5 separate regions of the Mus musculus genome follow, and all the other regions are linked to region 5. The links are chromatin contacts, called in public Hi-C, HiChIP or PLAC-seq and promoter capture Hi-C maps. All regions are on one chromosome and are shown on one strand. The core of a region is the stretch at or near the end of the contact, and the rest is flanking DNA. Distances in the headings are between cores, read along the strand shown. Region 1 overlaps Nhej1 (non-homologous end joining factor 1). Region 2 holds the start of Stk11ip (serine/threonine kinase 11 interacting protein). Region 3 holds the start of Slc4a3 (solute carrier family 4 (anion exchanger), member 3). Region 4 has its middle 9.7 kb from the start of n-TGgcc3. Region 5 holds the start of Dnajb2 (DnaJ heat shock protein family (Hsp40) member B2).

The links. A called contact is a pair of places that touch in the nucleus more often than the background predicts. HiChIP or PLAC-seq counts read pairs in DNA pulled down with a chosen protein or histone mark. Capture Hi-C pulls out chosen DNA fragments and counts their contacts.
Region 1: a contact with region 5 is called in an H3K27ac HiChIP or PLAC-seq map of extraembryonic endoderm stem cells. The contact joins the enhancer-like site here to the promoter of Dnajb2 in region 5. A contact is called at or near these places in 5 of 115 datasets of contacts at active chromatin or transcription factors (astrocytes, bone marrow-derived macrophages, differentiating embryonic stem cells and 2 more) and 1 of 9 other capture datasets (adipose tissue).
Region 2: a contact with region 5 is called in a promoter capture Hi-C map of liver. The contact joins the promoter of Stk11ip here to the promoter of Dnajb2 in region 5. A contact is called at or near these places in 5 of 484 Hi-C or Micro-C datasets (CD4 T cells, CD8 T cells, memory CD8 T cells and 2 more), 8 of 115 datasets of contacts at active chromatin or transcription factors (double positive thymocytes, embryonic stem cells, extraembryonic endoderm stem cells and 5 more) and 4 of 9 other capture datasets (adipose tissue, embryonic stem cells, liver and 1 more).
Region 3: an H3K4me3 HiChIP or PLAC-seq map of embryonic stem cells shows a contact between it and region 5, with 12 read pairs. The contact joins the promoter of Slc4a3 here to the promoter of Dnajb2 in region 5. A contact is called at or near these places in 3 of 39 promoter capture datasets (hippocampal neurons, pre-B cells and stem cell-derived epiblast-like cells), 2 of 484 Hi-C or Micro-C datasets (embryonic stem cells and uterus), 2 of 115 datasets of contacts at active chromatin or transcription factors (embryonic stem cells and pancreatic cancer cells) and 1 of 9 other capture datasets (adipose tissue).
Region 4: a Hi-C map of CD8 T cells shows a contact between it and region 5, with 2.2 times the contacts expected there. The contact joins the enhancer-like site here to the promoter of Dnajb2 in region 5. A contact is called at or near these places in 2 of 39 promoter capture datasets (embryonic stem cells and pre-B cells), 2 of 484 Hi-C or Micro-C datasets (CD4 T cells and CD8 T cells), 3 of 115 datasets of contacts at active chromatin or transcription factors (embryonic stem cells, memory CD8 T cells and pancreatic cancer cells) and 3 of 9 other capture datasets (adipose tissue, liver and macrophages).

The regions. Positions count from the first base shown.
Region 1 is chr1:74,967,517-74,973,290 of GRCm38.p6, forward strand. Nhej1 (non-homologous end joining factor 1) reads right to left here. Exons shown (of 9, transcript NM_029342.4): 7 at 1,279-1,396; 8 at 653-759; 9 at 1-252. The coding sequence ends at 178. Among named protein-coding and RNA genes, the nearest start is that of Ihh, 19 kb to the left of the region's middle. Within about 2 kb of position 4,320, at least 30 of the 459 cell types and tissues checked have an H3K27ac peak or open chromatin away from gene starts, as enhancers often do. A contact at or near this core is called in differentiating embryonic stem cells and extraembryonic endoderm stem cells, where this site is marked.
Region 2 is chr1:75,518,322-75,524,264 of GRCm38.p6, forward strand. Stk11ip (serine/threonine kinase 11 interacting protein) reads left to right here and starts at 3,208. Exons shown (of 25, transcript NM_027886.3): 1 at 3,208-3,321; 2 at 3,443-3,528. The coding sequence starts at 3,468.
Region 3 is chr1:75,545,162-75,551,081 of GRCm38.p6, forward strand. Slc4a3 (solute carrier family 4 (anion exchanger), member 3) reads left to right here and starts at 1,301. Exons shown (of 23, transcript NM_001357150.1): 1 at 1,301-1,452; 2 at 1,611-1,760; 3 at 2,072-2,237; 4 at 2,783-3,060; 5 at 3,155-3,270; 6 at 3,708-3,904; 7 at 5,343-5,491; 8 at 5,594-5,774. The coding sequence starts at 1,710.
Region 4 is chr1:74,804,285-74,809,939 of GRCm38.p6, forward strand. No RefSeq gene overlaps it. Among named protein-coding and RNA genes, the nearest start is that of n-TGgcc3, 9.7 kb to the right of the region's middle. Within about 2 kb of position 2,472, at least 125 of the 459 cell types and tissues checked have an H3K27ac peak or open chromatin away from gene starts, as enhancers often do. A contact at or near this core is called in CD8 T cells and memory CD8 T cells, where this site is marked.
Region 5 is chr1:75,232,384-75,238,264 of GRCm38.p6, forward strand. Dnajb2 (DnaJ heat shock protein family (Hsp40) member B2) reads left to right here and starts at 4,040. Exons shown (of 9, transcript NM_001159883.1): 1 at 4,040-4,206; 2 at 4,469-4,565; 3 at 5,072-5,181. The coding sequence starts at 4,501.

The sequences.
Region 1 (5,774 bases), core at 3,070-5,569, 260 kb before region 5:
GTCACTCATATCCGGAATGCCAGTGAGTTGGAGTCAGGCTTCCCCTGGTAAAGTCCCCATCCAGGTGGCCTGTCAACACAAACTCAGGCCTCTGAGGGATGCTCTGCCATGCAAGCTCCTTCCAGGTGATGCTAGGAAGCGGTTTTGCTCTCTTCGTGGTGGCTGAGACATGGAGAGTTAACTGAAGAGTCCCCTGGGCTTCTTCCTCTTGGACTTCACCAGCCGAGCTCTATGCATAGGGCCTGAAGCAGCCTGGAGGGAAAGGAAACTCAGTTACTCTGTTCTGAAACAGACCTCTTGGCTCCTGGTTGGTTGAAGCCTTCTTAAAGTGTCTGACATGCTTTAAGATTTATTGTAGGCAGTGCTGTGAGCGTCTAAGTGGGCGTGTCCCTCACAGGCCATCACTGGAAGTCGAGGAAGGTGAAAAGGGAGTTAAGGTCCATCATTCAGCCCGAGTGGCAGGAAAAGCAAGGAGTCTATGGGCAAGCAAGATGCTCTTCGGTTTAGCATCAGCTAATAATCTCTCTCATTCTATCCTATCAAAGTGCTGTCAACTAGGCAGCAACTGCAGGGACCATGGCTGTGAGGTTACTAAGTTATCTCCAGTGCTCAGACGGCCGGCCACCCAGGAAGCTGCTCATGTGTGACTCACCACAGGCTCATATTCAGGCTCTGAGAGGGTGGAAGAGAGGGAGACCGGCTCTTCTGGCTGGTTATCAGTTCCTCGAGGGGAGGTGCTGCTTGATGCCTGAGTCTCTCCTGAAATCAGAAAGATCAACTAAAGGCAGAGAGATGCCCAGTCTCAGAAGAGAAGCATCCACCAAGCATTCAGCGGACAAAGGGCAGAGTTTGCTATTAATATATTAACAGATGGAGGGAGCCAGCTTTTAGCTGACATTGAGTAAACCCTGTTCCTATGAAAACTTCCAAGCCTGCTTTCAGCACGTAGGTTGAGTTTCCTTGACTCACAAGAGGTGGTCAAATCTCTGAACATGTCCTGATTCTCTCAGTCAGGAGACTTAATCTTCCCACTAGTCTCTTGCACCTGGGCCAGTGCTAGTAATGAGAATATTCTATGGTAAGATAAGTGTCCTGCATCTGCACTGGCCACATGGCTACTGAGCACTTGCTAAGTGGCTAAAGTATACAGGAAATTAATTTTAAAATGTATTTAGTTTTTATTCATTGAAATGTAAATAGATCACATGGTTAGAACTACTAATCAGACAGCACAGACTTAAGTGCTGAGCAGACATAGCTGTGACTGGGAACACTCACCAGAGTCTTTATGTGCCTGCCTTGCTTGGATCTGCTGTTTTGTAACTGCCACATACAGACTCTGCAGACTCATGGCAAATGGCTTTCCATCACCAACAGCACACGCCTCTGGCAATTTCTACAGGAAAGAGAACACTGTCATTGGTCTGCCTGGAGATGTAGAGAAAAGAAAGTTGATATCCCACTGACAGGCCTGCCATTAACCACAAACAAATCTGGATGAATTAGTATCATCCAACACAGGGCCTTCATTTGAAAGCCTGCTGCCACTGCCAGCCCAGAGGCTTCCTGCATGCTTTCCTCTGAAAGGCCACGCTGCCATCTCTCTCCGTTTCTGCTTCCTGCGAATTCTCCACGTGTCTCTGCCTCTTTCTTCCTAAGAGATGACCTCTCCCGGGGCTGTTTTGGGACACTATCTTTCTGGGTTGGCAGTCCAGTGCATTCACAGAGCACTTGCCTAGCATCTATCTCTCAGGAACACTACCACATCCAAGACACTATCTGCCCTAAGTGTCCCTGGGCTGTATGCGTTGCCATCTTAACCAAGTTTACTCCTCAACTTCCACAGAAGAATGAAATCCAAGATGGGGAAAGGGACAAAAGGAGCAACAGAGTAAAAAAGAAGAAAAATTTATGATGACGTGATGCTAGTCAGAGCCAGCAGAGCTTGGAGACCCGTCTGCCAGCTTCCATACTGGACTGCAATCCAGCTGTGCTTTAGTGTGCTCCACGTGCTCTTCAGTGGGGTGGTACTTCTCCCAGGGGTGAGAAAAGTTCCTCTTCTACAGAACAATAACATACAGACACATACAGCACACAGATGCTATTTTTGCATTCATTCATTCATTCATTTATGTAGGCATGCACATATACAGACACATATGCAGCAGTCAGCACACACACCATAGTTCTCTCCTCCCATCACGTGGGTTCTGGGGTGGAACTCAGGTCATAAAACTTCACAGCCAGCACCTTTATCTACTGAGCCATCCTAAGGCTCCAAAAGCAGACTTTTGCTATCTGTGGAATTATAATTTCCTGAGAGGGGGTGAGTAGAAAAAAGTTGAATGACTCCTTAAGGAGATGATGATGGAATGAAAGCTGAGGAACTGCTCTCAGCTTTGTGATGGACTGGACAGTGCACACTCATGGCAACACGCTTCGCCTAATTCTCCTTCCAGCTGAACTGAGATGAAAGAATGGCTGAAGACTGAACTAAATACAATAAAAAATGTGACAAGAGTATGGTGTCCCAAATCTAGCTGTACTTCAGGGTCCTGGAATGAGCCCAGAAAGTACTTCACCTGCCCCTAAGCATAGCAACAATGATAGTTCCCAGCCAAATAAGCAGGCCCATGTGAGTAGTCAGGCCAGCTTACATGAGAACCAACCCTAAAATTCTTAGTCCATACATATCTCATGTCAAGGGCACCTCTCCTATGCTATAAAGACTCTTTTCTTTACAATGCTGGGCATCAAACCCAAGGCTTCATACATGCTAGGTGGATGCTCTACCACTAAGCTATATCCTCAGCCTAATACTGTTTCTGAAAACCACTGTGGGGAAAGATTGGAATAGAGAACTCATAAGAAGTAGTGGATTGGGTGCTGGGCCACCAGGATTACAGTTAGTCTCCCTCGAGTAGGGCAGAGGTTGAAGAATCTGTTGACCTAACAGGGGATAATAAACATTCATCTTCCTCTAACCTCACCTCATAAAGACTACCTCAGGCTTGGACTTTCTTTCATTTTATTGCAATATAACTCAGGTTTTAATAAGGCTTGGACTTTCACTGGAAACTACAGACAATGAATCAGGGAGCCTAGAGTCTAAACTTTGCCTCCAGCAGTAATCCCCATGAGTTATCATACCAGCCATCTTCAACTACACTCCCTGAGGAAGGGACTGAAACCAAAGGTAAGCAGTGGGCCCTGGCACCTCTATCCTACTTCTCTTTACTAGGTTCAGCTCTCTACTCCATAGGCCACTTCTTCTAAAAGACAGCCCTCTTCTAGTTGGGCAGCAAGCCCTGGCAGCAGAGAGACCAAAAGCTTTTCTCCTTCAGTGTCTGGGATCTTTCCTCTGAAATGTATGCCTGCTCTAGTCACCCACATATGACTCGGTAGGCACAGCACTGCCTGCATAAGTAGGCTGGGCAGGTGAGTCCAGGCAGTCCATGTCACTGACTCCTACCTTCATATGGAACAAAACAAACTGATTCTCTAGGTTTGGCTTTTATCCAGCACACTTAACTCTGAAATGAAGTACAAGAAGTAAGAAGGGATTCGAGCCACAGCTACTCTGAACCTTAATCCAAGTCTAGAAACCTACCCTTGGTCTTTCCTCTGTTCTCCTTCTCAGAGACTGGCCCCATAGTTGCCAATGGCTATCCCACTCACAGGTCTAGTCTCAGAAAAATACTAGCAGCATCATTTACTAACTGCCTACTTTGTGCACTGCTCTAAGTATTTTAAATATTAACCCATTCCTCCCTCTTCTTCATTACCACTTTCCTGTCACCTAGAATAGCTCCTTGACCGTTAGGGACTCAACAGTTTGTGACTGAATGAACATGGCAGGCACTAGGACACATTTGGCTGAGTAGTCAGTCTCAACTAGTAAGCAGAAAAACAGAGTTAAATTCTAAGCAGTCTGCCTTTAGGAAATAAACATAAAACCACTACATATTTGCTTCTCTGTACAGCAGAATTAGTCAAAATGAAATCTAGCCCTTACCAGGTTCACAATCTACAATCTCTTACATCATAGTTTATCGGTTATCACTAAGGTGACAAGAAAACAGAACAGATAAAAAGAAAGCAACTGAATGTGGGGGTGGGGGGAAGCAACAACTGGTACAGACTGGAGCCCTTAAGGACTCATCCCTGCACATGCTCCCAGAATGGCCAGGGAAGAGAGCTGTATGGCCACCTGAGCTACGGAAGGAACAGCATGAGCTCCCAGGGCAGGACAATGGCAGGGGTGAGGTGGGGCAGCCACAGAGATCAAAGCAAGAATGCTGGAGTGGAACTAAGCAAAGTAAATAGTGTCTCCTGCTGTAAGTATGCCTAGCCAGGAGCACCATGTACCAGCATAGAGCGGGTCACTGACCACAACGGCAGGCAGGGCAAGAAGAGTCAGGTGAGCCTACAGCATGACCATCCATCTGATTAGCCCAGAGACAATTCAAGCCTCACCCCCACCCCCTTGGGGGTGGGTGGGCTGGGATTATAGATAGCAGGCACTATAGGAGGAGGTGCAGCGGGTGGACACCTCAGGCCTGCCCTCCTGAGAACAGATCTGAGTGAAACATTGACCAGCCATCAGTGAAAGCTAACCTCTGAAAACTCACATTTGCATGTGTGTGACAGGCATACACTTACAGTTTTGTTTTGTGTGGCAAGTGATCTGCTGTAACAGAATTATAAGCCAATGGTGACAGGAACCCAGAGAAGACAGGGCTTCCAACTGAGCTTCCTGAAAAAGCCTCAAAAGTGGTGACCTTACACAGTCAGACTCTGAGCACCATGGGAATATGTGTGGCACAAAAGTGTGAACAAGTGGGCTGTGTCATGCAGAGTGCAACGAGAAAGCTAAACACACACCCACTGGATTGCAACCCTAATTCTTTCTGAATTAGGGTCACATCATGGAGATTTCCTTGTGTTTCATAACTGACTTTCTCTACTTGATAGTGCTTGCCAAGGCTTCCTTGGCCCCCAAATAATACTGAAACAATGTGGACTCAGAACTCTTCATTATATTTACTTCACTCCTAGTCCTTCTTCATCATTGACATCAATAGTCACAAGCACTGTATAGCCGCCCATCACCAATGTAGAACCCCCACCTGCCAATGTACAACCCTCCCTTTGCCACTGTATAACCCCTATCACTACTGTAAAACTTCTCATTGCCACTGTACAACCCTCTCCTCACCACTACATAACCCCCATCACCAATGTATAACCCCCATCAGCACCGTATAACCCATCAGCCTCTATATAACCCTCTCATTGGCCACTGTATAGCCCTCTATGAGCCACTGTATAACTCCCATCAGCAACTGTATGACTTTTGCATCAGCCACTATATAACCTTACATTAGCCACTGTATAATCAATCCTTCCATAGCCAACAAACGTTTACCCTCCGATACAATTCACTAGGGCTCTGGTTCCTGCTTACACAATGTAAGAAACTTAGTGAAAACCAAAATGAAAGAACCATAAGATGTCTCTTCCCCACCCCCACCCTCCGGCCGCCCTTGTTATAGCCCATCTTTGCTCCTAGGGCCCAAACTCACCACCTTCTTATGCAGTCTTTGCCACTTGATCAAATCCAAAACACACACCCACAGTGCAGAAATTCAAGGAATCCCAGGGGATTTGTTAGCAAGAACTCAATGCGCACTTTCAACTAGAGGTATGTGGTCTGCTCACTCATTCTTTCTTCTGAGATATTCCAGAAAAGGAAGCTTTAGAATCCCGAGAAA
Region 2 (5,943 bases), core at 1,958-4,457, 290 kb after region 5:
GTTTTGTGGGCAATGCCTTTTCTGAGACAGCCTTTCTCTGTGTAGCCCTGGCTGTCCTGGAACTACACTCTGTGTAGATCAGGCTGGCCTGGAATCCAGAGATCCTCCTGCCTCTGCCTCCCGAGTGCTGGGATTAGAGGCTTGCACCACCATTGCCCAGCTCGTACTTATAACATTTTATTTTTATTTTATGTATATGGGTATTTTGCCTACATGTATGCCTGTGTACTACTTCTGTACTTGGATCCCGCAGGGACCAGAAGTGGGGCCCTGGAGTCTCTGGCACTGGAGTTACAGGCCCTTGTGGCAATTCACCATGGATCCTCTAGGAGAGTAACAACTGTTTTTGACCACTGAGCCATCTCTCCAGGTTCCCTACTTTTTATTTTGGAGATAGACCCTCTTGCTAAGTTGGGCTAGGCTGGCCCAAAAGTGATCTTTCTCCGTCATCCTTTCTAGTAGCTGGGATTTCAGGCTTGTACTACCCAGGCCAGTTAAGGTAAATCTTTGGGAAGCACTTTTAAGCATCAAACTTAAAGTCAGTTTCTGTTTTTCTTTCTCCTTCTCTTCTCTTCTCTTCTCTTCTCTTCTCTTCTCTTCTCTTCTCTTCTCTCTTCCTTTTCTTCTAGCGTCTCCTTTTTTTCTCCATCTCTTCTTTCTTTAAGACTTCACTACTGTAGCCCAGGCTGGCCAGGAACTCTAAATCCTTCTGTGGTAGTCTCCTAAATTCTGGGACTACAAAGATATGCCATCCTACTCAGGTTTGTTTATTTGTTTATTTATTTGTTCTTTATTATTTTAAAAAACACTTAGCACTTTTATATTTCTGGAGCTTTTATATTTCTGAAACCTCATGTGCAGAATGCAAGGAGAGTAATTGGCTTTTTCCAGATGGACAGGCACTTCCCCCAGGACTGTTGAGTTAGTAATTATTCTGCTCTGTGTTCGGTCGATCTATTGTTTATCTCTTTGCTATTATCAGGCTTTGGTCACTGTGACTTTGGAGGACACTCTGCTGCCTGGTAGGGCAAGGCCCCTATTAGTGTCTCTTAAATTTTGTTTTCAATTATTTCCTCTCAAAGTTTCTTGGCCCTGTATGTATTTAGTCTCCTAGATAAATTTTAGAATCAACTTGTCCGTTTCTAAGATGTGTTGGGACTGGGATCCAACCTGTACTGAACTGACACCGTTACAATCCTAATTGGTCTCATCCAAAGCATGATTTGTTGTCACTGGCCAGGTCACCAGAAGGTCCAGTTCTTGCTTTCTTCTATGGATCTGGTGCACGCTCAAAGCGTGTGCACTTGTTTTTGTAGCTTTGGTGACACAGGATTTTCTTTTTCCCTTTGATTAAAAGAAATTTTATAAGTAGCAATTTACAGAAGAATGTAACTTAGGCAAGAGAGGGAGAAAAAGAGAGAGAGACTTCTTTGGAAGGCAGCCAAGGCCTTGCCTGCAAGCCAAGGACAGAAAGGGGAGTGGGCCTCTCAGGGAGGAGGACAGGCCTCGGCTGTTTACTCTCTTGCTGCTTCTTTAGCTTAGCTTTCCCCTCCCCAATACAGTTTTGTTTTCTTTGATTTTTCTCTCGTTCACTTATCTGGAAGCTCGGTAGTGTAGGACAAACCTGAGTAGAGAGAGGGGCTACCCATGTGAATGGAGGATTTTCACACAATAACTGTGGACCACGGAAGCCAGGCCAAAAAGCAAAGGTTTCAAGGCACCACATCAGGATATCAAAAGAATGAGTTTTTGTTTTTTGTTTCTTTTTCTGCCTATGAGAATTTGGCTTGATACAGTTGACTTGATTGTTATGGCTCCTCCCCCATGGCCAGCTTCAGGTGATCGATAAACAAGGACTGACAGTTGCTATGTAATGGATTATCAATTGCACAAAATGTCCCAGATCCATGAGACGGTATATAGGAAGTTTGTTCAGGCTAGAGAAGCCTTCCACCACCTCTAAAACTGACTGACTCCAACTCTACTCTTTAGATTTTTCATTAAAAGCAAACACTTGCATGTATGAATGTTTTGCCTGAATGCCTCTACACCATGCATGTGCTGTGCCCATGGAGATGAGAAGAGATTGTACAACCACCTGGAACTGGAGTTACAGATGGCTGTGGGCCGCCATGTGGGTACTGGGACTTGAACCCATGTCCTCTGGAAGCCTAGCCAGTGCTCTAATTCACTGAGCCATCTCTTCAGTCCTACACTTCATGTTTAACTTTCTTGTGTTAGAAAGGATTGTTTCATAAAAGACATTCCCCTCCCAAGCCTAGCTAGTCACTCCATCCTAAGAAATGTTTTCATAATGTAGACCAGAAGTTGATGTCAACTGCCAGACCAAGAGCCAGGGTAAAAACTACAGTGGTGCTGGGTGGTGGTGGCGGCGCACGCCTTTAATCCCAGCACTTGGGAGGCAGAGGCAGCCTGGTTTACAGAGTTTCAGGGCAGCCAGGGCTACACAGAGAAACCCTATCTTGAAAAAAAAAAAAAAAGCTACAGTGCCAATTTGGAAGTAGAAAACTCAACAGTCTTGCTTTTGTTAATTATTGATATATTTTATTTTCAAATTTAGGAAAACCACTTTTAGTTAGGTGTACTGAGCTGTAAATACAGTTAAAAACAAAACAAAACAAATACAGGTTCAGGTCATTACCAGTGACTAATTTTTGTTTTTGAGATAGGATCCCACTATGCAGCCCTGGCTAGCCTGGAACTCACTATTTAGAGCTGGCTGGTCTTGAACTCACTGAGACCCTCCTGCCTCTGCTTCCAGAGCTCTGAAATCAGAGACCAGGGACCAATTTGAGAGTGTGCTAAACCCTAAGGAAAAATAAGTCTAGAGACTGAGGACTATGACAGCAAAGGGGGTTTGAGAGTGGCATCCCTGCCAGCCTTAGCCCTTCTGGCTGATATAAAAGAACTTCGCAAGGACAGGACAGCTATGTAACTGGAAGATCAGTATTTGTTTTGGATGAGTTCTTTTCCTTCTAATACAAGATCCCATTTCTCCAAGCTCTGCTTCCCCGCCCAGTCTGCAAACAAGAGTCAGGTTTCTCTCTCTGCCGAAGGGGCCACCCAGAGCCGAGCTAGACCTGGGGCCCCGTTAGGGGCTTAATCCCGGCTAGTTCCGTCCTACTGACACATCGGCTCGCCCAGGGCGTGGCTTCCGGTAGCGAAGGCATGCTTTCCGGTAGGTCCTTTGCCTTCCGGGGCGGGACTTCCTGCCCTAAAAGAGCCCGGCTGCCAAAGTGATTGGAGTGCGAATTACGCGGGCCCATGGGCTCCCGAGGCCCAATGCTTTTTGGAAAAGGGGTCAGAGAGATCGTTCTTTTTAGCTGATGCTTACTTTTTACATTGCGCGACGCCTCCATTTGCACGAAAGCTCTGGGCTTTTGTTGCCCACCTGAGGCTCTTCCGCTTCCCCTTTCCCCAGGCTCCGCCCCCAGCGTCCCGTGGCTATGACGACCGCTCCGCGGGATTCAGTAGTGTGGAAGCTGGCGGGACTTTTGCGGGAGTCGGGTGAGTGGACTTCTGGCTTATTTGGTTGGGAGTTCTAGGTGTGTTCGATACTGTCCAGAAACGCCGGGAATCACCGAGTCATTGCCGGCGGGGTCACGAGGTGCCGGCGTCTTCTGGGTGTGTTCCTTGTGACGCGTTGTTTACAGTCATGCCTTTGACAGTCTAAACTCTATCCATCTCTCATAGCACTTAACTCTCCAGAGGAAAGGGATCATTAATAGATTAAACACTTGCAGACAAGAACATAATCACTTGTACCGAAAGCCAAGTATAAGCACCTTAGACACCAGAGATTTGGAGACCCACATAGGTTAGTCCCAACCCTCTATCAGACTTGGATAAGTTTTTAGACCCTCAGTATTCTTCTCAGATAGGTTAGCATAGGGATTGTATTGAACGCAAAAGATAGCGGGATTTTAGTTAGCTTATTTAGTGCAGTGCATGCATGCATAATAAGTGTTCAAAAGATAGTGTTACTATAGTTGCTGCCCCAGTGCCTGGGCATGGCAAAGATCACTGTGTTGTTTGGTTTTTGTTTTTTTTTTTGTTTTGTTTTGTTTTTTTGTTTTGTTTTTTTTTTTTTTTTGAGACAGGGTTTCTCTGTGTAGTCCTGGCTGTCCTGGAACTCACTTTGTAGACCAGGCTGGCCTCGAACTCAGAAATCCGCCTGCCTCTGCCTCCCAAGTGCTGGGATTAAAGGCATGTGCCACCACGCCTGGCACTATGTTGTTTGTTATGTGGTTGCCATCATCAGCTAAATGATCACAATCATGATTCTTTGAGAGCTGGGGATATAGTTCAGTAGCAGAGCATATGTTTAGCATGTACAAAACTTTGACTTATAATCCCTAGCATCCTCCCCACACACACAGAAAGGAGAGATTCTTCTTTGAGCCCCGGCTTTCCTATCTGTAAGGTGGGGTTAATGGATGTCTTTAGGAGATAAGGATGAGATCTAGATGAAGCAGCTGTCATTTGGAATGTGTGACCTCGATGGCATTAGTGCTCCATATCTATATACTCCCACCATGGCATCCTTGGAGTCTCTTGATGGCAGTTCATTTTCTGGTTTGTGTTAATAATTACTCCCATGCTGTGCCTTTTCTAGACTTCCAGGGGACACCTTGAATTATGTGCATGTCTATACTCAGTGTCTAGTACATAGAAAAATCTCTTTGTAAGGCTGTAAGATTTATTATTCAGCAAAGATCTGACTTGGCTCCCAGGCTCGGAATCGTAGAGTTCATATATGATTGTGGGGATGGAATCACTTTGTGTCTTGATTATGGTGGTGGTTGTCATAATCTACACTAACAGAATAGAACTGACACTATATTTTATCAACACCTAATTTCCTGGTTTTGATAATTGTACTATAATTCTGTAAGTCAATTTGGGGGAAGCTGAGTGAAGGGTGTGGGAGATCTCTGCTATTTCTTGGTATCCCAAGCCAGCCTTGAAATTATGATCTTTCTGCTTTAGTGACTCATCCTATGGAATTATATATAGGCATATGATGTTCCTCCACCTGACTTCTGCAATATTCTTTGACTTCTTGATTTTTCTCCCCCCATCCCCCTGAGACAGGGCCTCACTTTGTTGCACTGGTCTGGAATTCACAGAGATTCACCTGCCTCTGTCTCTCACATTCTGGGATTAAAGGTGTGCACCACCACACCTGGTTTCAGAATATATTAAAAAAATGTCCACAGTTATTATAACTGTACTTTCCTGATAGAGTGCTAAGTGGGGAATATATCTGAAAGACGACCTCACAGGGCTGATAGTCTTATTAGGTACAACAGCTTTATAGAAGTGCTGTAATGGACAACGACATGCATTTCAATATTGTTTGAGAATTTCTATAAATGTGCATGTCATTCTTGCAACCAGAAAAAGACAGAAAGATCAAATACAGTCGGCCTTTGTGTAAAGTGGGTGGTTGCAGTGTGGAAGCGCAGGGGTGTTATTTCTTTAAATATTTTTATTTTGTGTGTGGAGAGCATCTTTGGGTCAAGGCCAGAGGACAGCTAGGGGCCTCATGTTTCAGAAGCTGTCTTCCTTGTTCTCTGAGCAGGGGTCTCCACTGAGACCTGGGGCTTGCTGATTAAGTAGGCTGGCTAACCAGTGAGCCTCAGGGATCTTTCTGTGACTGCCTCGTCAGTTCCCACCACTATGTGGGCGGTGGAGGTCAGCTTCAGATTCACCAGCTTTTTCAGCTGGACCTTTATTGAGTCATCTGCACAGCCCCCAGAGGTATTGCTTTGCGAAGGCTTGCTGGGTGAAGTTGGTCTCCACCTTGGCAGTAGAAAGGGATGTATCATGATGAGAGAGAGCTGTGAGCCAAGTGGGCTATGTTTCCAACTCTGTAAGTAGCCTAGGCTTCTTTCTTTCTTTCTTTTTTTTTTTTTCTTT
Region 3 (5,920 bases), core at 51-2,550, 310 kb after region 5:
TTGTTGTTTTTTGAGACAGGGTTTTAATATGTAGCGCTGGCTGGCTGGAACTCAGTGTGTAGACCAGGTTTTGCCTTGAACCCCTAGAGACTACTCAGCCTTTTTCGTTTGTTTTTGTTTTTCGAGACAGGGTTTCTCTGTGTAGCCCTGGCTGTCCTGGAACTCACTCTGTAGACCAGGCTGGCCTCGAACTCAGAAATCCGCCTGCCTCTGCCTCCAAAGTGTGGATATTAAAGGCGTGTGCCACCACTGCCAGGCTCTCAGCCTTTTAAGCGATGGAATTAAAGCCGGGTACCTCCATGCCCAGCTCTCAGAAGATCCATCTTAGTTGTGGCAGGATCATTTCTCTGGCCTGGGGATCCTGAACTGTTTGAACTGATTGTAGATGGGATGCGACCAGCTGCTTCAAGCAATCCCCAGGGCTCTGTGTGTACACTCTTCCCTTGGGTAGGGCTGAGATCTCGCAGCGCAGGGGTCAGAGCAGCTTCTACTTTGTACATGCTTCTCTCCCCTCCTTCCCACCCCACCTTCTGCTGACCCCCAGTTCTTCTCCCTTTGTTTGTTCTAAGGTGTAGGGGTCTGGCTTAAACGGACTGTCATTCAGGGCTTTTATGAGCATGGGTTATTCTAGATGCCCAGTTTCAGAGACTCAGAGAACACTGGGGGTGGGGGGTGGGGGTGTCCAGGTGCCCTTTGCGAACATCTCTCTGACCTTGGAAAGTGAGATAGGTCCTCCACGGTTGGAGGAGCAGGGGCGGGATTCGGGTGGAGGAACAGTGAGAGCTTAGCCACAGGATTTTAGAGTGGTTGGCCCAATTGGAATGCCCCTGTTTCAGCTGCCTCTGGCTACTGATGGGTAGATAATGTGCCAAGGTCAAATGGTGGGTGGCGCCCAGCGCCAGAAGCCAGCCTTTGAAGGGCATCAGTTGAGCTGAGGCTGGAGGTGTTGAGGGCAATGGCTTTCAGGGGTCTCTGATCTCGTGTCCAAGCTGGAGAGGCTTGTATGTGCGAAGAGGGTCTCCTCCAGGGCTCCTGAGGGAAAGGGAGGGGTGGCTAAAAGCAAGGTGGAGGAGTGTGTTTGAGGGATTGTGGGAATTTAGGGCCGTGCACCCGCCCCTCCTCCCCCCCCCCCGCAATGCGTGGGGCGCCTGGAGAGGGGTCTTGCGGGCAGGTGGGATCCTGCGGGGACCCGAGCGCGGGGCCCACGCTGGCCTGGTCGGGGTAAGTCAGGGATCGTCCACTCCCATTGTGCGGCCGGGCGGCGGCGGGCTGGCACAGCCGAGCGCTAGGAGGTGGAGCCGTGGACTGCAGGCTCCGGCGCCTGCGTCCGCCTGGCCGGGCTCTGCGCGGCGAGAGGCCGGACGGGAACCCGGCAGCCGCGCCCCGGAGCTTGCGGGGAGGGACATGGGGCGCGGCGGCTCTCCCAAGCCCCGCAGGTTCCGGAGCCCGGAGGTACTTAAGGGCAAGGCGTGGGCGCCGGGCCGGGTAGGGACAGCGGACTAACATGGACCGGGTTGGGCCTCGGAAGGGAGAGCGGGCTGGGCACCGGGATGGAGCACCCCGGAGGGGGCCCACCAGCGCAATTTCTGACCCCGCCCTCCTTCCTCAAGGCTCCCCAAGAGGTCTCTGCAGCGCCCCCTTCTTCTCACCCAGGGTTTGGGTCCCATAGTGATTGAGAGACTCCTAAGTCTTCAGTCTTCAGCCCTGCCATGGCTAATGGGGTGATCCCGCCGCCCGGGGGCGCCTCCCCCCTACCCCAGGTGACTGATGCGTGGGGGTGGGGTGGGGGAGGAGGGGCAGGATGGGCGGGGTGTCCTCTGGATGACCCTGGGACCACCAGATCCAGATGTAGAGCTGTATTGGTAGTGTAGAGGAATAGGGGGTCTTCGGTATTTCATGCACTTGTGGCTGGTGCTCCCACAACCTGGGGGGAAGCCCTCAGAGGGTGTTTTGGGGATGTTGATGCAGGCAAGGGTGAAGGTGTTGGGAAGGCCCTTGAAGTATGGAGTTGGGGTTGGGTGGGGAGTGTTCATGAACTAGGGGTCCTTAGGAGAGGCTATCTGGCCTGCAGGTCCGGGTGCCCTTGGAGGAGCCCCCTCTGGGTCCAGATGTAGAAGAGGAAGATGATGACTTGGGCAAGACCTTGGCTGTGAGCAGGTTTGGGGACCTCATCAGCAAGACCCCGGCCTGGGACCCCGAGAAGCCTAGCCGCAGCTACAGCGAGCGGGACTTTGAGTGTGGGTAGCCTGGGGACCCCTAGCACCCCAGCCTTCACCACCATCACCTTCATCGCCACCATTACTGCGCTCACCTCCGGCTTGATCACTCAGTGTCATCCTGTGCTGGACGCTGTGCTGGGCCACCATGCCATGTTAAGTCATCCTGCCTCTCATACCATCATCACCTTGTTCACCTGTCAGGGGAGATGTAGGGGAGATGCGCCTGAGGTCTCTCTCAGTGACCTTCATCGTGCACTGGGTCCCACTCACCCTCTGCCCCACTGTGTTTCCTGATGTGTCTTCCCTCAGCTTCTCTCTTTCTTCGGTACCACATCTCCCGACTCCCCTTTGCGACTTTCTCTCTATGTCACTCTTGTCCCCACTCCACCTGGCCTCACCAATGACAGGAGCAGGGATGCATAGTTGGGAGGGGTGTCCTGGCTCTAGAAGAAAGACTGGGGGTGCCTTTGTTTTAGATCTCACGCTAGAATAAGGTGTGAACTCCTTGTGGGGGAAGCCCCACTCTGCTTCAGGGGTCTCAACCCACTCTCCTGCACCTCCAGTTCACCGGCACACATCCCACCACACCCATCACCCGCTCTCAGCCCGCCTGCCTCCACCCCACAAGCTTCGGCGACCGCCCCCCACCTCTGCTCGGCACACCAGGAGGAAGAGGAAGAAAGAGAAAACCTCTGCTCCCCCATCAGAAGGGACACCCCCTATCCAGGAGGAGGGGGGAGCTGGAGCAGAAGAGGAGGAGGAGGAAGAAGAGGAAGAAGAGGGAGAGTCTGAGGCAGAGCCTGTGGAGCCTCTACCCCCAGGTCCCCCACAGAAAGCAAAGGTAGGGTCTCCTCATGGACAGAGGGCTGGCTGGTCAAGACCTGATGTGACCGAGGTGGCTCCTGAGTGATGAGTCTGTCCATGTATGTCCACAGTTCTCCATTGGAAGTGATGAAGATGACAGCCCAGGCCTTCCTGTCAAGGCTCCCTGTGCCAAGGCCTTGCCTTCTGTGGGCCTGCAGTCTGACCAGAGCCCCCAGCGCTCCGGCAGGTACTAGTCCCAGCTCCCTGGACCCAGCCCTCACTGAGCAGAACCCACTGCAATCCAGAGCAGGTGGCCCAAGTCCCTGACACTTGCCTGATTCCTAACCCTGAGTAGTGTCTGTAGGTATGACCCGGAAAGCCGAGAGAGTGAGGAGAGTCTCATCCGACTCCATGGTTTACAAGTGGGAGGAGGGAGCAAGAGGGGAGAAGAGAGAGTAGAGCCAAGAGGCCAAGAGTCCTCTAGGCCTGAGGTGTTGGTGAAGAGAGAGGGGTACAGGTAGACAAGCTGAGCCAGCGAGTGGGAAGGAATGAGCATGCTGGGAAAGGAGGCCTCTGTATTCACTCTTGTTCTCGAGGCTGGGGAGGGGGGCGTGTATAAGAGCTCATTAGTTCAGCAGCTCCTTGCCTCTCTCCATCAAACCTAAAGCCTCATAACTTCCTCAGCTCCCCCAGTCCCCGGGCCCGGGCTTCCCGAATCTCCACAGAGAAGAGCCGGCCCTGGAGTCCATCAGCCAGCTATGACCTGCGGGAGCGATTGTGCCCAGGCAGTGCCCTGGGCAACCCTGGGCCAGAGCAGCGGGTGCCCACTGACGAGGCGGAGGCTCAAATGTTGGGTTCTGCCGATCTGGACGACATGAAGAGTGAGTGAGACCCCGTGGCGGGACCTTGAAGAGGGTGTCCCCACCTAGTCCTTTCCATAGTAGCCCCGTGGCAGAGAGAGCTTCATCTGACTAAGCCACCGCTCTTCCAGAGCTGTTTTCCTTAGTGTCACTCGGGAGTGCTCTCTGAGTCACCTATTGCATAAATCGACCCCCTTGGAGGAAGGCTCTCCTGAGATCTCTTCCTTTGTAAACGCCATGTTAACCCACCTGCCTGGAGGCTGAGGGCTGAGCTGCCATTCCTGGCCTCACCTCTTCCCAAGCCAGGCCTGCAGCTGCCCTCACTCCTTCCTACCACCCTTGCCCTGGCCTGGCTGTGATCTCGGCACATTCCTTCCATCTTATCAGTGCCTGGTTTTGGTGCCACCTGTCATCACCCACGGGGCTCTGTGCCCAGGCAAGGGGCATCGCTGGTCTCCTGCCCTCCTCCTCCTCCTAAGATTCACAGGGTGTGGGCGGGGGCAGAGGTGGGGGGAGTTAGGGCTTTGAGCTCAATACGTCATGGAAAGTTGCCAGGGCCTGAGGACAGGGACAGGAACAATCCGATGGTAGCGGCAGTGGGGGGTCATCGGGAGGGTGTATTTACAGATCTAGGGTGGGGGCTGATAACGACAGGATCAGACTTGGGGGACGAGGAGAATTGGAAGCAGGAAACCTTACCACATCCAGCTCTGTGTGGGCAAAGGCAGCTCCGGCAGGGGCTCCCAATTCTTGGGACAGCCAGGGCTGAGTGAGGCCTTGGCCACCAGGGGAATGACAAGCCCGCTGGACAAGGTCATGGAGCCCAATGGGACTCTGAGTCCTAAGCCCGGGGACACTGAAGACCAAGGCCCTGGGAGGAATCCAAGCCCCAGCGCTGGTGACTTAGTGGCCTCAGAGGATTTGGAAATGTTTGTACTGGACTTTGAAGACTATGGCCTATGGGAGCCCATGAGGGGCCACCCGAGCCCCCTGGCAGGGGTAGCTGCTTGTGAGTAACTAGGCAGCTAGCCTCTCTCCAGCTGTTCGTCTGGGCAGGGCAGGTGGGAAGATGACCAAGCAACCCTTCATAAGCTTGTTTGATAGGCACTAGTGGGGCTGGGATTCGGGTGCTGTGGATATGAAAGTGTTGGGAGCTAGGTGTCTAGAGACAAGCATTTGGACCCATGGCCCCACAGGTTGTGGCCAGGACTTCAGGGTATGGATAGGACTGAAGGCTTAAGTGGGATCTGCCTTTTGTTGTGACTTGGCCAGTGCTACAATGTTGCTCTGTACTGTGCCTTTCCTCTTCTGAGACTGTTTCCACATCTGTGAAATGGCCACCTGGAGAATGTGTGTGGGATTACAGCCAGGTGGACCTGGTGGGTACAAAAGGGGCCTGGAGCATGTGGGCCATGACCTTGAGATGGATCCTTGGGGCCCACGTCTACCTTGCCCACAGGTCATCGGCTGGAGGATAACCCCGGGGTGCGGCGACACTTGGTGAAGAAACCATCCCGGATACAGGGTGGGAGAGGCAGCCCCAGTGGCCTGGCGCCCATCTTGCGCAGGAAAAAGAAGAAGAAGAAGCTGGATCGGAGGCCTCATGAGGTATTTAGCCCGAGGGTGTCTGCTTTGGGGATCCAGTGTTTCTCCTTTGTGACAGTCCCAACTCTGACAGCCTCTGAGCCCTCACCTTGATACCTATTGCAGGTGTTCGTGGAGCTGAATGAGCTGATGTTGGACCGGAGCCAGGAGCCACACTGGCGGGAGACAGCACGCTGGATCAAGTTCGAGGAGGATGTGGAGGAGGAGACGGAGCGCTGGGGGAAGCCTCACGTTGCTTCGCTCTCCTTCCGTAGCCTGCTGGAACTTAGGAGGACCATTGCCCAGGGTAGGGCTCCTTGGGCTGGCAACTTCTCCCTGCTGTAGCGCCATCTGTGTTGGGCTGCCCAGTGAGTTGAGACCACTCTGGGAATTCCGAGGGGCAGGACTATGCATTGCACCTGCACTCTTAGGCCGTGACTCACTCCCATTGCT
Region 4 (5,655 bases), core at 1,222-3,721, 430 kb before region 5:
CAGCCAGGAAGACTTCTGAATTGTGATAGACAAGCTGTGACCTGCAGGGTGAGAGAGAGCCATAGGGAGGTGGGGAAGGGCTTTCCAGACCCATAACTCTGAGGGGAGAGAGACCTACACTTGCTGAAGGATCAGCAGAGCAGCTTCTGTGTTTGGAGTATAAAACTCAAGGGCTGATCAGAGCGACCAGAGGATGGGGTAGCCATAAGAACTGGGTTTTATTAAAGAGGAATCTGCAGAGACTCTTAAGCAGACACCAGTTGTGCTCTGGTTCCCACACGAGTGGGGGTCTGGCCAAAAGGATGATAGTCAGAAAGAACGTTATGGTTATGGGGACCACGGCTAATACCTAGCTGAGGCCTGAGCTTGGATGACAGCAGTAGGGATGTCTAGAAGGACCCAGAGATCCAGAGTCCTCAGTGCCAGAATTCTAACCGCCCACTTTGTACCTGAGCCCTTTGCCACAAGCCAGGACGAGTGGCTGTGCCCAGCAGCAACCGATGGCAGAGACAGGAGGCACTCTGAGGGAAGCAATCCCGGGCAAGACTCAGCTCAACCCAGCCAGCGCCCCAGGGAGCAGGTGGGGCCAGGAGGTGCGGCTGGGAATAGGGTGGTGGCAGACTCACCGTCTGGAGCTGGGCTCTGGAGTCTAGGCAGGAAAGCTAGGGGTGCATAGGAAGCCATCCTGAGCCCCTCATTCCCCCAGAGCCTCAGCTGAAGATGTCAGTTAGCAGGTGAACACCCCCCCCCCCACCATCTTAGGTTCTTATGTTTCTACTAGGACGCTTGTATTCCCTGTGGTTCAAGCCTGATGACTTTCTAGAACAGAGCCCCCAGGATCTGATTTACACAGGTTTATCTACCTCATCCAGGCCTATTGCTCAGCTCCTTCACTTAATAGATGTCTCCATGTATCGCCTAGTGGCATCCATCTTGATAAACCAAGCTCAGACCGAGTCTTGTTCCAAAGGCCAGTTTGCACAGAGACCCAACCCCCACCCAACGTTTCCTTGCTCCTATCCCTTGAGGGGGTGACTCTGAAACCATACATCTCTGTTTGCTCTCCAGATGGAAGACTGGACCCACTTGCTCTCAGCTCCCTGCTGGGTGACTGTGGCATTTTAGTAGCCCCTGGGCAAGCCCAAGGTGTAGGGCTCTCTCCAGTTCTGTCACCTCAGTAGAGACTTGGGTTTGTCTCCCCACCCCACCCCCCAAACAGTCCCACAGGCAGGTGGGTGAGAGTCTCCGAGGGGAGGGAGGAGGGGTAGGCAGGAACAGACAGACACACCTGCCTCATTCCTTTCCTCTTGTTCATCCTGGAGAGAACTCTAGGGGCCGGGTTCCCCCCTTCTTCCCTCCCATCCTAGGGAGGAAGAGGTATGCTGGGGGATTGGAGGGTAAAAGGAGAGCCCCGCCCCTAGCAGCACTCACTACTGCATTAGCTTTGACCTCCTCTGCCTTTCAGAGCTTGGGGAAGTGAGTTATAGGATGGAGTTTGGGAATAAGGAGGAAATTGCACACTGCCGAATATGCTACCTAGGGTGGAGTGGGGGCAGGGGACTGGACACTGAGCCTCAATGGGACTCCAGTGGTCAGAATCAGTGGTCTGATATATGCTAGTGTGACCTGTAAAGTTGGGAAAGGGACAAAGTTATTGTTTCCCTAAGCCACCACCACACAGCCTCCCTGATCTGGACCACAAGGCTGGGCCCCATAATAGCAGAGTGGTCTATGGGAGGCCTTACAAGAAGGAAAAGATGATGCAGGTGGGAGGGTGGGTGCTGTGCTTAGGCACACTGGCTGGAGCCTACAGCGGGAACAACCTACTGGTCGGAAACAACAATGGGATCATGAATTTAATGCAAGTTTAGGGCGAAGGTGGGCTGGAGAGCTCGGAAGTCACCCGCCATGAAAATTGGAATGGGAACAGAAAGTGACCAGGGATCCTTCCAAGGAAGAAAAGACCTCCCTGGTTCCTGTGCACTTTCGACCCGAGGGACATTAGATTATTTTTTTCAAAGGCAGAACTGAGGTCTAATGTCGGGAAAGGAGGGAGGTAGGAACTAACAGCAAATGGGGCCATGTACTGATGGACGCAGTGCTGGGGTTAGAGGTCAGGGAGAAACGGCTGGAATGGGATGAGGACCCAGGCATCTGGCTTTCCAGCCGCCAGGGGGCTTAAAGGGGCAGGGCATTCAGTGGTAGGCTTGCCAGCTGTAGAGTTCCTGGGCGAGAAGCAAGGTCAAGGCCATCATTCCGGAGGTCCTTCTATCTTTCTCTGAATTAATGCTCCCCCAGCTCGCCTCCGGTAGGGGGCCTTCCACCCTGGAGAGTGGCCAGGCTCCAATCGCAGCCCCCCTCCTCCCTTCCCACCCCCCCTCTCATGTGGTTGCCGGCAGCTGCCTGCGGTCGCCCCATCCCTTGTGCTCAAGGCACGGGGACTTTCCAACAGGGGAAAAAATGACTTAATGAGAGTGGGAGCCGGGGGCGGGAGGGACAGGTCCCTGTAATCACAGCTCCACTGTGGGGCCTGCGTACCTCCCGGTCCTTCCCAGCTTCCTGCTGTCAGCGCCCGCCTTGGGTTCTGCTGGGGGAGGGGGACAGGCTGGCGACAGGGAGATCCCTGTTCAGGTGCTAGGTTCTCTGGGGCCCTTAGACTGCCTTTTCTTTCTGAAAAGGCTTGAGTTGCTTGAGGACAGAACCTGGGGCACCCCAGAATCCCTCTCTGGATCCTGTCCAGAGCGAATTAGAAGAGTAAGGGGTACCGGAGAGAATCCTTTGCTGTTTCGAGACTGCGCACTCCGCAACGCCCCCGGTTGCCGTGGCAACCAGGGCAGCCGAGGTGTGTCCGCGGGCCTGGGAGATGTGTGTCCTCCCCCCCCCCCTTGCCTTTACACGCCGCCCGCAGGGCCAGGCCCCGCTGCTGTGGTGCGCGGGGGTGGGGGTGTGCCGTTACCATGGCAAGGGTGAGCCAGAAGGGCACATTCTTCCCCAGGGTGGGAGCGCCCTGGGGACATGAGAAGGGGGGTGACGGGGGCGGCAGAAAGGGGAGCAGAGGATGGTCAGAACAAGGGAGGAGTCTCGGACAAGATGAACCAGGGTTTCTGAGGTTGGGGTGGGGAGTTTGGAATCTGTCCTCTCCCCTACTCCAGCTCTTCTGAGGTGTCCTCCTCCTGCTGTTGAACCCTTCTTGGGGTTCAAAGCCCCGAGGCCTCTGTTTCCAAGGAAGGAGCTTCCAATAATCAACCAAACCCCACTTGGCTATTCCTGGTCGGGCCTGTGGAGCTAAGAGACCTGTCCCACTCCACTCCCAGTAGCACTGAAGCCCAGACTTCTAGCCATTGCCCTGCAATTAAGCCCCCCGCCCGCCTCTGTGCCACCCGCCCAGCCTCCGCCTGGCCCAGTCCGCTGCCAATTACAGCTTTGCACAGCAGGGTTGTCTTGGAGACCCCGGGAATCCTGGGAGTAGGGAACAGCAGGCACATCAAGAGGATGAGATCCTGGGGGTGTCCTTGACCCCAGGGTCCTCATCTGAAACGTCAGGCTACACCCGCGCGCGCACGTGTGCGTGTGTGTGTGTGTTGCAACGTCTGGGATCCAAGGCTGTGTGTACTCAAAAAGTTCAAGGCCCCTGCGGCCTATTCTCTTTTCCACCGCAGGCTGCCGCGTGGGTCTCTCCTGGCCCCACGCCCTGACCAATGGACCCAGCTTGGTTTTGCTGAGCCAACCACAGGGCAGCCGCCAGCTTGTAACTGATGTTTTGTGGAAGACACAAAACGGCGCCCTCTTTGGGCATAAGGGTTCCCTCTTTCTGTCCAGCAAAGGAAAACAATCAGGGAGTATGCATAGAATCCATTGGAGCGTTCTGCCACCACCCTGTCCCCTGCCGTTCTTTCTCTCTCTATCCCGCGGGCTAGTCTGCAGGGGCTCCAGTAAAGCTTCGCGCCTCCCGCAGTCCAGCTTCTCACATCTGGTTGGCAGCTGGGAACCGCCCACCATAAACTACTGAGGACATGGCGCCCTCTGTTGGTGAGGATTGGAGAAGCATCAGCTTTCGGGCCTGTGCTGTGCGCTTCTGCGCAGTGTCCAGGGTTTCTGCTCATGATGCATGGGTCTCGGATTCCACTCATTCCTTTGCCTGCTGGAAACCCAACACATTCTGACTCGCGTCGCTCCAAAAATCCTGCCATGCAGGCTCTTTGCTTTCTGCCCGACACGATCTCACTGACCCTCTGTTCTGCCTGTGTGTGTGCCTAAAACCCAGCCCAGTGACCTAGCTTCTCTGAACCTCACAAGGTGGCAAGCTCTGACTTCAGGATGTGAGACCTGTCTTTCCACGCCCCACGATTACTCCCCACCCCCAGCCTTCCCGAGCTTACTGTAAAAGTCCTAAATTTAACGGCATATTTGTTCAATGGAATTCCTTGCTCTGTCCTTTAAATGAAGTAGTTGAAGTCTATTTAGCGGCTGATTCAGTAATTTAGTATTTGCTCTACACTGGGGAAGGGTACCTTAACAAAAAATAGCACGAGACAGGGTCTCCCTTTAATGTAAGAAATCGGACAGGCATCCAAGAGCTGAATTATTTCGGTTGAGGGATTATAGGTGGTTTAAAATTTGTTCACCGTCTATCAGCAGTTTTCATTTGTTTAAAATGAGCCTATTTGACTTTGTCATCGTAATGATTCCATACGTGAATATTTTGGTCCAAAAGTGGGCATCACACTATTTTTTTTTGAAAAGGTTTAAAACACTCTCGAGAAGGAGGCAGTTAGATATCTATGTGTTTGCGGCTAGCCTAGTCTAAATATCTAGTTCTAGCCCAGCCAAGGCTACATAGAGAACCTTATTTTAAAAAACAGAGGTGTATAACAACTGTATGTGTAATGGCCCACAGAGGCCAGAAGAGGGCGTCGGTCCCCTGAAACTGGAGTCGGAGGCAGCTGTTAACTGCAGCAACGTGAGTGCTGGACCTAAGCCCAGATCTTGGAAGAGAAGCTCTTGCTCCTAACCACCAGCTCCACACTGTGTTATTACTTCTGGTCAGCCCTAAAAAAAAAAAATACATACACGCAACACTCAATGGACTCGGTTATATTTATACGTTTATCCTCGCACCTGTCTTTCTGTCTCTCTGTGTCTCTGCCTCTGTCTGCCCCAGCCACCCTTCCTATAGATCTGAATATGGTACTCTCAGCTATCTCTCCAGCACCATGTCTTCCTGAAGTGTAAATCAGCCCCAATTACACGGCCTCCTTTATAAAAGTTGCCGTAGTCATGGTTCCTCTTTACGGGAATAAAAAATAAGACAGTCCTTAAGTCTGATGTCTCCACTGTTGTCTGTGGGTGACAGAATAATCATTTTCCTCTATGAAGATGTTGTCACAAGGAGCAACACAGAAAACTGGTTAAAGGCCTCATGCTTTCTTCTTGTTCTTCAGTCTACTCACTCTTCGCACCGTGTGCATCTGCTGCCTTCTCTCGTGACACTTTATGTGTTTTTGGACATCCTCTGGCCTGGTTTTCCTCTCACTCTTCTCTGTCTCAGGGATGGTTTACTCTTCTCTGCTTGCTTGCACTCCAGATACTGGGGACTGAATTCACAAATACTAGGCAAGGATCTACCACTGAGCTACACGGCCAGCCCTATGTTTG
Region 5 (5,881 bases), core at 2,790-5,289:
ACAGCTTTTCGTGAGATGCAGTAATAAATCTGTATCCGCTTCTCCTGTTGGTGGCTACCAAACCTAACATTACTCTGTGTTTATCATTTTTTCCTTTCTTCTGGGACAGGGTCTTGTTATGTAATCCAACTTGGCCTTCAACTCATGATCCTCCTAGGTGCTGGCATTACAGGTATGTTCCACTGCACCTGAGTTTTTTTGTTTTTGTTTTTGTTTGTTTGTTTTAATAAAGACTTTTTAAAAAAGATTTATTTATTTATTATAAGTACACTGTAGCTGTCTTCAGACACTCCAGAAGAGGGCGCCAGATCTCACTACGGATGGGTGTGAGCCACCATGTGGTTGCTGGGAACTGAACTCAGGACCTTTGGAAGAGCAGTCAGTGCTCTTAACCACTGAGCCATCTCTCCAGCCCAAAGACTTATTTTTTAAAAGCCTGGCACGGTGGTATGTGACTAAATCTAACACTCAAGAGGCAGGTGGATCGCTAAATTCTACAGAGTTAGTTCCAGGATAGACGGGGCTATACGGAGAAACGTGATGCAAAAACCAAACAAAATAAAACAAGATTTACTTTAAAAGCAATGTGTGTTTGTATGTGTCTCTGTGTGTATCTATGCATACCGGTGCCCACGGAGGTCAGAAGAGGGCATCAGATCTCCTGAGGCTGGGTTTGCAGAAGGCTGTATTTGGGTGCTACCTAGTGTGGATACTGGGATCCAAACATATCCACTGTAAAAGCTCTGCAGGCTCTGAACCACATATCTCTCCAGTCCCTCTTTATTTTTTAACATAATTTCCACTGTTTATTCATTTGTGGTTTTTTTGTTGTTTGTTTGTTTTCAAGACAGGGTTTCTCTGTGTAGCCCTGAGTCAGTGACTGCGTAGTTCTTGCTTTGTAGGCCAGGCTGGCTAGATGAAGCCTTGTCTCAACATTCCCCACTACCACGCTAGAGGTGGTGGGACCTGGGAGAATGAGTCGATAAATAAGGCAGAGTAAAGTCTCACGCAACAGCCAACTCTTTATCCAGAGCATCAATTTATACTCTGAGGGCTAAGAGAAGTCTCATGGGTAAAGTGTACAATCACAAGGCAGGACACAGGGAGTAGACAATTCACACTTGACAGAAAACGTGTTTTTCCACAGAAGCACATAAACGGGTAATGGGCAATTGTAACAAATAATCTGAAGTAAAAATCTGAAGTAACCTCACTCCTCCTTGCTACACCCGAGAGGGGAACAATAGCATAGTCCAAGAATAATCTCATGTTTTGAGGACACTGAGGTCACAAGCACTAAGAAATCTCCTCACATGACTCCATTCTCGGACCATGCCTCCCCTCCCCCAAGAATGGGTTTATAAAAATTATACTGAGTCCTGGAAGTACATTCACCTGGCAGTATTAAAATTTTTAAAAAGAAGTTTGTTTTGCAAATTCTTTTGACTTCCTTTGTGAATGAAGAAAAGTAAGCCTTTATCTGCTTCTGCTAGGTATGTTCCATGCATTCATTTATATCCTGTCAAGTTCTAAGTATTGGTTACATAGCTCAGGCTGCCCTCTAATTTTGACCCTTTGGTCTCAGCCTCCTGCATTCTTTGTTTCTTTGTGTAGACAGGTCCTCACTCTGCAGTCCGGGCTGAGCTGACACTATTTAGACTGGCCTTGAACCTGAAGTAGCTCTCCCTCCTCAGCCTTCCAAAGGTTGAGACTACACCTCGGATTTAGACTATAGTGCAGGTGCAATGTTTATTGTATGCACACACCTGAGTCATACATAGCATCCAAGTGGCGATCAGAGGAGCCATCTCACCAGTCCTGGCTTTTCTATTCTATCCTTTTTTTTTTTTTTAATGTTTCTGAGTACACTGTAGCTGTCTCCAGACACACCAGGGAGGGCATTGGATCCCATTACAGATGGTTGCGAGCCACCCTGTGGGGGAATTGAACTCAGAACCTCTGGAAGAACAGTCAGTGCTCTTAACCACTGAGCCATCTCTCCAGCCTGGCTTTTCTTAATATCACATTCCTGGTAGGTGCTAGCCTGCTGTGTGTTGAGATGAGAGAAAGAGAAAAATAGCAAAAACTTGGAAGATTTTGGAGTAATTTACTTACTCTTGATTTGTTTAAACCAAATATAAGTACTTCTTGGTCCTTGGGTCAGTCAGAATTCGATTGCAATCAGCAGAAGCTAACCAAGAAAATTAAACCACCAACAAAACAAAACAAAATAAAGCAAAGCAAAGCAAAACTAAACTAAATCAACCATTTCCCGCCACTAAATCACCCTCAAATTAGCAACGTATGGAACTCGCATCGATTCAGTCAATGCAGGGCTGGCAGCCAAACCTCAAACAGCAGTGACAAAGGAGGTCTGGCAGCTCTGTCCCCTCCCTCCCGACAGTGATCATCTGTCCTCAGCACGGGGACAGACACTTCCTCCTCCAGGCACAAGAGGCCGCTGAAGGACCCACAGCAACCTGCACTACACAGAAGCAAATTCTTAGCCACCTTCACCTTCATCTCTCTTTCTCTATTCAGATTTGAAGTCCCACTTAGTCGTGACTTCTCATTGGCAGAACTCATCTTGTGCCTGCACCCTTAGATCAGGGAAGCAAGAGCCTCAAAGTTCTGTGGTAGATACTTCATCTCTTATTAAGGCTGAAACAACCAAAATTCCCCAAGTGTAGGTAGGAAGTCTCTAGATGTAGGCAGGAGTTCAGAAGGTGGGGAGACAGGAAAAGGGGACAAAATGACGGCAGCCTTCCCTTGGTTGGTGCTCAAGCTGTTGCTTTGATGAGATGTCCCCAGGTCACCTGTCCTGAAACACTGACTGGACTCATACAACCATTCCTGCTTGGGTCATGTGTGACACCAGAAAGCATTATGCTAATAACAGCTTCCATAAACCATGCTTCATTTGACTTCTAACAACTCTAGGTGTTACCTATACTTAAGGGGGAAAACAGGCCTTGGATGTTCCCAAGTCACACAGCAGCATCCGGTTGCAAGGCCAGGTCTCCCTGCTCTCAGAGTTCTGAGTTTCCCAGTGGGTTCTGCTGATAGGCTGTGTGTGTGTGTGTGTGTGTGTGTGTGTGTGTGTGTGTGTGACATCCCATGCCATTTTTTATCCCTCCCCCAGTGCTGGGAATTGAGGCTAAGTAAGGTCTGGCGGCTGCTGGGCAAGCACTCTACCCCTAAGCTATCCCCATAGCTTTACATTCTTAGTACCTTCTGGCAGCATCTACTAAGAAAACAGTACACTAATGTCTAGGAATTGGCCAGATGGAATAAAACAAGACCCACTTCTGGAAGGTTCCCTTTTCCTGAGATCTGAATCCAGAAATCATTCTGAGGCTAAATAGATCTACTTACGATCAGCTGTGGAAGAGAAACGTTGAGTCTACTAATTTCCTCATACTAGGCTCTTCTACCTCACCCTTTCTAGGTCAAAAATGTTAAAAGTCTTCCAAGTGTTATTCGGCTGTCCAACTGATACGTTTCAATTCTGACTAAAGACTAAGGGGATGACGAACGAAGGAGGACACAATTCTTACCTTGTATAATTTACATTCTACTGGGGGAGATAGATGATCATCAAATAAATGTTAATTTGTGGCTCTGACAGTGTGGAGAAGAAAATGCCACGAGACTCTATAAAAAGCAGGTCTGACCTACTCAGGGGAGCCAGGGCAGCCTCTTTTGAAGACTTAGCACTGGAGCTAAGCTATGAAGAAGGGTTAGGCCCAGAGGAGACTCGGTGAGTCTTGGAGGTGATGGCCTGGGGGAAGTACTCAGGGATCGTGAAGCACTTTTAGAGGCCAGCGACAGGACAGGGGACCCGCACCTAGCTTGCGGACCGCCCCTCTGCCTGTGTTTGAGAGACTGCGTCATAGCTGGAAAGATATAGCCGACTTCAGCCTCCTAAGTCCCACCTGGGAATGACGTCGCCTGGGTGAAAAACTAAAATAAACGGCTCCGCCCTCATCTCCCAGCAGCCCCTGCAGCGCCCCCGCCCCCCCCGCCCCCGCCCCCTCGTGTGACCGGCCGAGCCGGCCCTCTGAGTCTCTAGTAGTTTCCAGGGCGCTGACGCATGCTTGCGCACACAACCCAGCCTGGCGTGTCGTACGCAGTGGCCGCGAGCCGGGCAGCGGGTGCTAGGCGGTTCCCCTGCGGGGGGCAGGGGCGGGACTCCCGGCAGAGGAGGTGCGGTCCCAGCTGGGTCAGGTTGGGGGTTCAGATCGGGTTACTAGACTTAGGGGGTTCGGGTAGGGCTCCCCACTCCTGCCGTGAGATAGCCCTGGGCACCGGCCTGCGGGACCAGATAAAGGCTGCGAAGGAGCCTAGTCACTGGCCGCAGGCGTGGCTCCCCGGCCCGATTCCACCTCGAAGTGTCGCCTGCCTGCCCGGGGTTGCGGCCGCACGGAGCTGCGGTGCCTCTGTCGGCCTGACCCCTTCTCTCCCGCAGCCTGGAGGAGGGACGTCTGACGCTGAGTTGCCATGGCATCCTACTACGAGATTCTAGACGTACCGCGGAGTGCGTCCCCTGATGACATCAAGAAGGCGTAAGTGCCTCGGCTGTGTTACAGAAAGGCTCTGACCCTTGTTCCCCGCCCCCCTGAGTGCCAGGGGCCCTTTAGAGGTCTGGCTGAAGGGAGGAAGGAGACCCTTGGGAAAGTACGAAGACCAAGTCCAGCCAGGGAAGAAGAGCTGACCTTCTTTAGCGTCCTCTATACACCCAGCTCCCCTCTCCTCCAGCTCCTACATGTGGGCTTGCCCAGGTTGCAGTGCTAAAATGCCCAGGCTATGAGACAGGACAGTGTCTCCACTCTCCCTGTGGCTATAGATAGCTCTATCAAAAGAACCCCAAGAAAGGGCTTATGGCAGGGACTTTCCTTTTTACTCATATCCCTGGCACACCACAGGGAGAGAAACCCCTGAATACAGGCTGCAGTCGTGAGGTATTCTGGGATCGGGGCAGTGAAAGGGTGTTGGACTAAGCAAAAAGGGTAGTCGGTGGGCAAAGCCTACATCAGTCTCCTGACCCTCCCTCTGCACTCACTTCCTGCAGGTACCGAAAGAAGGCTCTGCAGTGGCACCCAGACAAGAACCCGGATAATAAAGAATTTGCTGAAAAAAAATTTAAGGAGGTGGCAGAGGCCTATGAAGTACTATCTGACAGTAAGGCTTGGGGTCCTGCAGGGACCGGCATGTCCCCCTGCTTCCATTCATTCTTGGTACTCCTTCCTAAAGCCACGCCTCCATCCCGTCTCCTCCATGATTTTATTTTAGATAGTGTTTAATCGCCTCCATGTTATGTCTGTCTAGCAGGGTCTGAAGAGCAATTTGGGTCCTGATCGGGGAAGGTCATAGCTTTCCTGCCAGGCCAGCTTATCACCCCCATTTTGTAGGCTAGTAAACTGAGGCTGAGAGAGATGAAATAATTTGCCCATTTCTTGAGCCAGAATATGAATCCAGGTCTGATGGGTGATTTTTTTTTTTCCTCTGTGCTTGAGTATGCCTAGGGCATTGCACATGCTAAAGCAAGTTTTCTACTGTCAAGCCATGATTCCAGACCCAGGTCATTCACTCATTCATTTATTCATTCATTTAGAAAACAGTCTGACTAGACATGGCTATAATTCCAGCACTCAGGAGGTAAGGTAATGCAGGAGGATTTTAAGGTCAAAGGTCCTGTTTCAATAAGTAAACAAACTTCAAAACAACAACCACTAGTTGAGGCTGTAACTTTGTCAGTAGAGTGCTTTGGTAACATACACAAGGCCCTATGTATGATCCCTAGCCCCGCATAAACTTGGCGTGGTGGCGCATGCCTGTAATCCTAGCGACACAAGATGGAGGCAGGAGGATCGAAAGTTCA